3 separate regions of the Mus musculus genome follow, and all the other regions are linked to region 3. The links are chromatin contacts, called in public Hi-C and HiCAR-type maps. All regions are on one chromosome and are shown on one strand. The core of a region is the stretch at or near the end of the contact, and the rest is flanking DNA. Distances in the headings are between cores, read along the strand shown. Region 1 overlaps Dpy19l3 (dpy-19-like 3 (C. elegans)). Region 2 holds the start of Ankrd27 (ankyrin repeat domain 27 (VPS9 domain)). Region 3 holds the start of Plekhf1 (pleckstrin homology domain containing, family F (with FYVE domain) member 1).

What was found. A called contact is a pair of places that touch in the nucleus more often than the background predicts. HiCAR-type assays count read pairs that join an accessible place to other places.
Region 1: a contact with region 3 is called in a Hi-C map of muscle stem cells, with 6 times the contacts expected there. The contact joins the enhancer-like site here to the promoter of Plekhf1 in region 3. A contact is called at or near these places in 1 of 39 promoter capture datasets (embryonic stem cells), 1 of 484 Hi-C or Micro-C datasets (muscle stem cells) and 1 of 9 other capture datasets (adipose tissue).
Region 2: a HiCAR-type map of astrocytes shows a contact between it and region 3, with 3 times the contacts expected there. The contact joins the promoter of Ankrd27 here to the promoter of Plekhf1 in region 3. A contact is called at or near these places in 1 of 484 Hi-C or Micro-C datasets (uterus), 1 of 115 datasets of contacts at active chromatin or transcription factors (astrocytes) and 1 of 9 other capture datasets (liver).

Annotation. Positions count from the first base shown.
Region 1 is chr7:35,743,948-35,746,887 of GRCm38.p6, reverse strand. The region is part of intron 3 of Dpy19l3 (dpy-19-like 3 (C. elegans)); the gene reads left to right. Among named protein-coding and RNA genes, the nearest start is that of Dpy19l3, 9.0 kb to the left of the region's middle. Within about 2 kb of position 1,382, at least 73 of the 459 cell types and tissues checked have an H3K27ac peak or open chromatin away from gene starts, as enhancers often do. A contact at or near this core is called in muscle stem cells, where this site is marked.
Region 2 is chr7:35,584,988-35,587,980 of GRCm38.p6, reverse strand. Ankrd27 (ankyrin repeat domain 27 (VPS9 domain)) reads right to left here and starts at 1,734. Exons shown (of 29, transcript NM_145633.3): 1 at 1,612-1,734. Rgs9bp (regulator of G-protein signalling 9 binding protein) reads left to right here and starts at 2,399. Exons shown (of 1, transcript NM_145840.3): 1 at 2,399-2,993. The coding sequence starts at 2,761.
Region 3 is chr7:38,226,502-38,229,280 of GRCm38.p6, reverse strand. It overlaps Plekhf1 (pleckstrin homology domain containing, family F (with FYVE domain) member 1), which reads left to right and starts at 1,287. Exons shown (of 2, transcript NM_024413.2): 1 at 1,287-1,340.

The DNA.
Region 1 (2,940 bases), core at 133-2,632, 2.5 Mb after region 3:
CTTCTCCCTTGCTGTGGGTGTTACATGTTGTCAGGTGACGTTCATTGGAATGCTGAGAGAAGCTAGTTGTTAGCTAAGTGAGTACACACCGAAGGTTACACCCACTAGATGGGTCTCCTAGGTCAGTAGAGAGGCTGGGGACAAATGGCTTCTGAGACCAAAGATGGCTGTGGGTCTGCAGCCATTCATGTAGATGTGCCGCCTTTGGGGAACTTGAGTTTGCACTCCCTTTGTGTAGGGGTTCAGAGCTTGGCAGGAGGTGGAGAGAAGAAGGTGTAGTCAGAGTTTTCTAGGAAGTTGGCCTGGAAGGACTTTTTTTTTTTTTTTTCTAAATGGAAGGTGACATTTTTATGTTAATCAGGGCAGAAAGATCAGTGACAACCTGATACATTCTGTGAGCAGCTTGGTGGCTGGCTGGATACATCAGCCATTCTCTGTAACAATGCCGTTTGCAGTTCTCCAGGACACAGTTCCTTCTCGCCACCAGTGAGGCCAAACCTCCCAGGTTGAGAACTAGTTCTGGCCAAAACAGCTATGGCTGCGGACTCTAGTTGCAGCTAGACACAGTTGCACACGCCTTTATTCCTAGCACTTAGGTGGCAGAGGCAGGCTGGCCTCTGAATTCCAAGCCAGCCACGGTGACACAGAGAGACCTGGTCTACAAAACAAAGAAACCAAAAAGCCAAACTCCAGTCTCAAGTTGAGGAGTCCCAGGTGACTCTCACTTCTGAGCAGCTGGCTGTAAATCCTGAGGTGCCCTAGCCATTCAGGATGAGCAGTTGGCTAGGTCGAATCCTAGAACTCCTGGACGTGCTGGACTCGAAGGTGGAACAAAGATACAGGCTAGAACCAGCTGAAGGGAGAGATGCAGGGTGGTCCAGAGCATTCGAATCCCAAGCATCCGTTGCCCTTCCTTGTGAGCTCAGGTGGAAGTGCTCTCCTGGCATGGCAGTGTGGCAGTGTGAGGTTTGATGCCAGCAGGGGCAGCTCATCCAAGCTCTGGATAAACAAGTGTTTTCCTTAGGGTTACTATTGCTGGGATGAAACACCCTGAGGAAAAGCAACTTGGGGCAGAAAGGGTCTATCTCAGCTTACACTTCCATGTCACAGCGCATCCTTAAAGGAAGCCAGGCCAGGAACCTGGAGGTAGGAACTCAGGCAGTCAGTGTCCATGGAGGGATGAGTGCTGGCTACTGGCGTACTCTCCATGGCTTGCTTACTCTCCTTGCTTTTATTTGCCCAGGGGTGGCTCTGCTCAGTGAGTTGATCCCTCCCACACTGATAAAGAAAATGTACCAGGCTTTCCCATAGGCTAGTCTGATGGGGAGGGGCGCTTCCTAGTCAAGGTTCTACTAGACTCTAGCTGGTGTCAAGTCAACATAAAAACTAGCTGGCGTGAGACTCAGTCACTGGCCACGGGCTGAACATAGTTTGCAGCCTAGAGAGGTCAGAGTAATATGATACCGTGTGGCTCAAAGCACTAACCTTCTAGTTACTGGCAAGGCTGACTGACATTCTGAGTCACCTTTGCAGAAATGAGAGGCCCTTTCTGAGTCACCAGCCTCGAGCTGTCTTTTGGGGTCACTTAGGAACAGAGGACTGAGAACAGCCGGGTTCTTGATTTCTGGGGCCTAGATGTTATTTTCAAGGACAAGGTTTCACTGTGTAGCCCAGGCTGGCTCTGAACTCATGGTTCTCTTGTCACCACAACCCTCCCTCCCCCCAGCTGACTTTTGATACTGAAGGCTCTTTCAAAGTAGTCGTGCTAAAGATAGGGAGTTGAGGAAGCTGGATTTGTGGCTCCGAAGGCAGGCACTCCATCTGTGTTGGAAAACGGACATTTTCCTATTACCAGCTTGTAGCTGTGTGGGTGAGATTGTTTCAGAAGTGTGTAGTAGAGTGGGAAAGGAGGAGAAGCCTGGGCCGTCTTTCTGTGCCTCCGATTCCATCTGGGAAGCCACACACTGGCATATTCTCTACCAGGTTTCTTCCACCCACCACCCCCTGTCCCGTGGAGGCTACAACTGAGCTCAGAGGCTCACTGACTGCTCTCGCAATCTCTCTCGCAATCTCGCTCTTCTTTTCAAGACAGGGTCTCACTGTGTAGCTCTGGCAGGCCTGGAACTCACTCTGTAGACCAGGCTAGCCTCAAACTCAAAAATCTGCCTGCCTTTGCCTCCTGAGTGCTGAGATTAAAGGTGTAGGCCATTAATCCTGGCACTAAGCTTATTTTTTTTTTTAATGAAAATACTCAGATTTTTGAGTACTTGGAATTGTTAATTATTCAAAGACTACAGATTCTTTGTAAGATCGACAGCTTATACATTGGGTTTTTGTTTTCCAAATGATTTGCTGGTTACGTTTTACTTGATTTTAAGATGATATCTCACTTGGTAGTCCAGGCTAGCCTCCAAGTATTGATCCTCAACCGTCAGCTTTGAGTGCTGGGATTCCAGGTATGTGCCACCATGCCCCTCCTCAGTAGGGTGTGTGTGTGCGCGTGTGTGTGTGTGTGTGTGTGTGTGTGTGTGTGTGTAGTGTGTGTGGTGTGTTTGTTTCCTTTGAAACACAGTCTCAGTGCCCAACCCTGGGTGGCTTGATGCTACAGTCTGGGTGAGAAAGTTGCAGGCTACCACACACAGAAGGCCAAGTTGGAGTCCTTTATTAGCTGGCAGCCAAGAGTGGGGTCTCTTGCCCCAAAGCTCAGGGACAGAGCTTTGCTAAAGGCAAACACCGCAGTGACATTGCTGTCAGGTGTAGGTCAGGGGAACCCGGCAGCATTTATTTTGGCAGAACACATGAGTTGTGTTGTTTTACACATTGGGCTGTGGTCAGGGTCATGGAAAATCCCAACGTGTTACCCCAGAACGCACGATCATTCGGGGGTGCTTAGGGCTCAGCAGTGCCTGAGCCATCCAAGATTGGAGTCAGGGTAAGCTC
Region 2 (2,993 bases), core at 485-2,984, 2.6 Mb after region 3:
ACAAATCAATAACAAAAAAGCCTGCAGCAGCTTGGTATGAGGCTAGCACAGTCCAGTAAACACATGGAGGCCCAGTCATGACCTTGACCCCAGGCCCTGTGCAGACACCACTGCTGCTCGCCTAGAACTGCTGTTTGCTGTATGACTCAGGTGAGGCATCAGGGCTGGAGGAGCTCTCCCGAGGTCTAACCCAGGAATACACCTTCAGCCAACTGCAAGACCCTGGCTGCTTTCCCAACAACATCTCCTCTGCCCATTCTCTTCCTCTGCCTCCCAATTGCACACATACCTGTCCTGGTGAACCACACCCAAGTGACCTCTCCAATACTCCTATACAGTATTCCTCTGTCTTTCCTTCTCCCCCCCACCCCCGCCCCGCCAAGCCTCCTCCCCCACCCCCACCCCCCCTTAACAAGCTGAATGATCCATACTTGGTGTTTGGCCATTGTCCATTTTCTAAGCCCCATCATTCCCCATGCCCTACAGCTTCCCAAAGGGATGGGTTCTCCCTCCTTCCACCCATTCGGTCCCCAAACCTAGTCCCCTATCAAAACCCATGGGGGTGGGTGGCTCCTGCGTGGCTGCAATCATCACCCCGCCCTGCCCCAAGAATGGCTAAGTCTCACAATATCCAAATTCTGAATGCAAACCGACAGCTGAGCTGGCTAAAGGAAAGACCCCTGAGTGACAGTAAGTACTGGGGTTCAGGGCCCTAGATCCTGTCGGTTGACACACCACCACGGCCTGCACTGGGGGACTCTGAAAACCCTACTATGTGCTGCTTTCGCTCCGGATCAATGGGAAGTTTACAGTGTTTGATGTAAACAGGAGCATCTCTCCACAGAATGAAACAGAAATCCCAGCCACTGAGAACTCTGTCTGTCCAGTCTCACTAGCCCTCTTATCCCAAGCCTCTCACTCCTAGATGGTGATGTGTCACTTGCTTCCCCTGCCACCCACCCCGCCTTGAGTGTCCAGGTCCCCTGGAGCTGGAGGAGAGGCTGGAGGGGCACCGCCTGGCGCGCGCGCATCTGGGCAGTCCGTTTTCAACCAAGAAACCGAACACACTCTGTGTGGTTGTACGTCTCTGGGTACCTGAGTTTTCCATAAGTCTTCTCTACATACAGGACGAGAGGACCTCGCCACGTGTAAAGCAGGCAGGGATACCCTTTCCACTTTCAGCCCCGGCGGAAACTCAATCAGCTGGCCTAGACCAGGATCTGAACACACAGCCTCCTCCCTCAGTTTGGTCACCGGAAAACCTCCCAGGCCACATGGCCTGGGAGCGACAGCTCTGCCCACTGCCCCAAGTCCCAGCTCCGGGGGACCCAGGCCTGCCGTGGTGCCACAGGAACAGATGCATTCTCCGCGCCGCCTAGGCATCCCTCTGGACCTAGTGGACAACGTGCGCGCCGCGATGCGGACCGCAGAGGAACGGGAGAGCTGGGAGGCTCAGCCCGCCACGGGTCCGGGCCCCTGGGGCCCATCAGCCCAGCCTGGGGCTCCCCTTCAGTGCAGGGAACCCCTCCCCCTTCCTCTCCCAGGCCCCGCCCGACCTCGGCGTTCCCCAGAGTAGGGAGGCGCTGGAGGATACCCGCAGAAGACACTTACTTAAGAGGCTACATAGTTTCACCTCTGTGCTACGACAGCACCTCCCGGACCCTGGGCTGGGACCTGAGTGCCCACCACCCGGGTGCGGTGGCTCCACTCTTCAGCCTACCTCTTTACTCCGCCGTTGGGCGGAACCCTGCTCCAGTCTGTCCAATAAGAGGTCGTTTTAGTCGAGACTGACACGTAAACAGAGCAATCATTAAGTCTAGTTCAGTCGGAGGTGGGGCCCAGGCGACTCCGCGCTTCCTACTCAAGCTAGCCCCGCCCAGAACCAGGGAGTGCGCGTGCCCAGAATTCGAGAGGCGGGACCTAAGGAAGATCTGATATTAGGGGTGGGGTCCAAGCTGGGCCCCTGAAATGGGGTTAGACTGTGATGAAGAAGAGAGCTCCAACTAAGTAACAATCCTACCCGGTCGATCGCCCGTGCTACTGGTGATGCAAACTGGAGGTGCCCAGACTTCCGAGCCACCCTACTCTGTTGCCTACAGGGTCTAGTCCCTTGGTCCTTTCCCTTCACTAGCATGGGCTGCGATAAGCTAAGCATTCTTTCTACCGAGTCTCACTTTTCCTCGTCTGCAAAGTAGGAAAAAAAAAAACCTTGAATTTGTAGGGCGCTAAGGTTCCAGAATTATCATGGTAGGGAGAAGAGGGAAAGCCACACTTGATCTACCTGGGCTGGGCCCCGCCTACCCCTGGCCCGGGGGCGGGGAGGGGGCGGGGGGGGCGGGCGGAGGAAGCCCCGGGCCTGGACTGGTGGCTGGAGGCGTGTCCTAGGAAACTGGATCCTGCTGCCCTTGGCCGGGGCTAAGGCGCGCGGCTCGTCTTGGAGACTTGGGGTCGATCAAGGATGGGGTCTTCACTCTGGGCTTCTCAGGGAGCCGCCGTGAAAAAGAAAGTGGTGCAAAGACACTACGCGTGACCCGGAGCGCGTCTGGGGGAAATGGAGGAGCGGATGGGGAGAAGCTAACCAGACTACCCCAGCCGTGGGGACGCCGGAGGCGCACCTCAAGGGTCCCTGGAGAGCTCTGTTGAGAACAGCGGCGAGGACATGAGGAGCTTTCAGTCCGCCCTGCTCAAGGCTGGCATCAGGGCTGGAGGCGACCTACGACGTTGAAGGTTGCAAGTAGGGTACCGCCGGAGGGCAGCGCCATGGCCAGAGAGGAGTGCAAGGCGCTGCTGGACGCGCTCAACAAGACCACAGCGTGCTACCATCACTTAGTGCTTACTGTGGGCGGCTCCGCGGACACTCAGGACCTACGCGAAGAGCTGCAGAAGACCCGCCAGAAGGCGCGGGAGCTGGCCGTGGCCACCGGCGCCCGGTTGACCGTCGCGCTCCGGGACCGGAGCTTAGCTACCGAGGAGCGCGCGGAGTTTGAGCGGCT
Region 3 (2,779 bases), core at 38-2,537:
TCAGGCTGCCCTCAAACTCCATCCTCCTGCCTCAGCCTCCTGCGTGCTGAGATCACAGGCATATGACACCCAGATCCCTAAATCTTATGATTAAAGATGAGCTAAAGTCAGGGCTGGAGATATAATATCTCACTGGTGGAGTACTTCTCTAGAACTTGAGATTGTGAGTTTACTGGAGGGGGGGCTAAAAGTCTCTATTTTTATGTGTCTTCTCCCCATCTGAAATATTCACAGCAGTGCATTTTGTAAATGATTAAACAAACTTCAAACCTAAAAGAAATATCAATAAGCGCTGGTGGGGTAAGGATGTGGGGGATGGTAGGGATTAAGGGACAGTTTAGGGAAGGGTCTGCCCCTAACACCATCACCAGAGGGCCACACCATCCCCTTCCAAACCCAGTTTGGTCTTGGCCCAGCGGGTACCAGGCTAACCAGAGCTAGTCCCTCTTCAATGTAACCAGTTTAGCAACACAAACTGACACTATAGACTAATATTAGCCCAGCAGTCTAGAGACAGAGGCAAGGCTTCTATGAGTTCAGGGATAGCCTAGTCTACATATAGAATTTCTGGTCAGCCAGGGGTAACAAGACAATAAAAAATGGATGGAGTTGAGAACTGCTGCTTTGTGGCCAAGGAGACCTCTCTGAGGAGGTGACACTGAAATGACAAAGGAGGGAGAGGGCGAAGGGTGGGAGTGGTTTTTAAGGAACCAGAAGACAGTGGATGAGAATTGCGTGGGGGCAGGTGAGATGGGAAAGCAGCCTTGGAATTGAGTTCTAAGTGACACCAGTAGCCAGGGCGGGGTACCTGTTCGTCTTGGATCTACACGATGAATGCCTGGGGTCCACTAAACTAATTTCCTCCCGTGTACTTTTGACATTTTCCTCTAGGAAAAAAATTATAAAGTTCTGTTGATCGTTAAGAAAACGTGTGTCTCTGTGGCTGAAAAGAGTAACATCATAGTAACAGGGGCACCTGAGGGCCCACCACTCCGTCATGCCTGCTTCCCTCACAGGCTGTTCCTCTGACCAGCGCCGACTCAGTCTTGAGTGTGGCGACCAGCAAAGCTGGGAACCGGACTCCAACCAGGAATCAGCCCATCGTCCCCACGCACAACCGCTGCTGACCCGTTTACGGTCCAGCGGTTTAATTACGCCCGCGCACATTTCTGGAGAACTCGGGCCGGCTCCGCCCCCGCCTGCGTGCCAGGGCTTCGATTGGTCCAGAGTCCCTCGAAGGGGCGTGACCAGAGAATTGGAACCCGGAGGCGTGGGCGGCGCAGGGATTGGCGGGCGCCAGTTCGGGACTGGCTGTGCGGACGCGGAGGTTCCTACGGGAGGTAAGCAGGCTACGGAGGGGGAGAGCGCTCCCCTTCCGCCCTCCACCCTGCCAGGTCTGCAGCTGTGGGTAGAGGTGGCCTCAGGAACCCGCATCTGGGGCTCCACTGGAGCAGAGGCTGCTCGCTGTTTTCTGACTTGGGAAGGGGTTGACAGCTGGGACTCTAGGGCCACTGAGTCCCAGGACTGTGCGCGAGTTGGAGAAGGGTTCTCCGCAGAGTCTCTACCCTCTCCTTATCCCGTGATGTTCCGGGAACCTCGTCTTGGCCAGAGACGTCTTGGGTTGGGAGGGACGGTTCTCAATAGCCTCGGATTTGGGACCCTGAAGAGTTTGAGTTCGCGACTCTTCATATAGGAAGTTATTGGTGTGGGACCGGGCCTGGATTCTCCTAGGGAGTAACTGAAGTACAATAAAGAGGTGTCCCCAGGCCTTAGCAGGAGGGAAACCGGCAGTTCCAAGTCTCAGTGGAATGTGTGCACTCCCCGGAGAGGGCGCAGTCCTTAGAATGTGAACAAAACCGGTATCAGATTCTACCCGGTCAGAGGCTGCAGAGGAGGGGCGATCAGTGCTAGAGTCAAGACCCCTGCGGTTTTTGTAAGCTGAAGTGCTTCATTTGCTGTGCGTCCTGCCCACGTCAGCCCTCAGAGCTGCTCAGAGTGGCTAGGCCAGTTAGTTGTCTGAGCACTGGGACCTGGCCAACCCTGTCCCGCCAAGGAAGGAGGGGTTTGGCATTGTGGCCTGCGGGATGGGACTGACTACCCTGTGTGTTATGCGGTGAAAGACACCAAAGTCAGGCAGTAGGAAAGACTACACACTCTGGATTTTAAGAACTTCTGACCCAGGGCATGTTTTTTTTGTTGTTGTTGTTTGTTTGTTTGTTTGTTTGTTTGTTTTTTGGGGGGGTGGGGGCGTGTTGTTTTGTTTACTAGGGCCAAAAGTTTCAGAAGTTATTGTCTCCTTTTCATCATGTGAATTCCCGGGATAGGACATGGCCACAAACACCAGGTTACCCAAAAGATTTTGCTTTTTTTGAGATAAGGTCTCCTTGTATAGTCCAGATTGACCTACAACTCTCTACCTTCCTATCTAATCTTACCAGATGCTAGATTATAGGAATGCCCTCTGGGCCAAAGTTTTTCTACCTTGGCTCAGAGTTTATCTGGAAGCTGGGCCCACTCCTGAGGTTCTTGGGTGGTGACTGTGAAGTGGCTCATGGGCACGGAGTTACAGCCATGCTTTGTGCTTAATTAACATTGTGTCTAGCAAACAGTGGGTGCTAAGAAAGTAGCACCTAAGGGTTTATTTTCCTTAATCTGTTCTCCTGGAGGAAGATTCTAGAAGGTCTCAGTGACTCTGTTGGGTGGTGCCACTCCCTTAGTACCCTTGTAATAACTCTGGAATGCTCACACTGGCCTGTGGACCTGCAAGACAGGCCCTGCC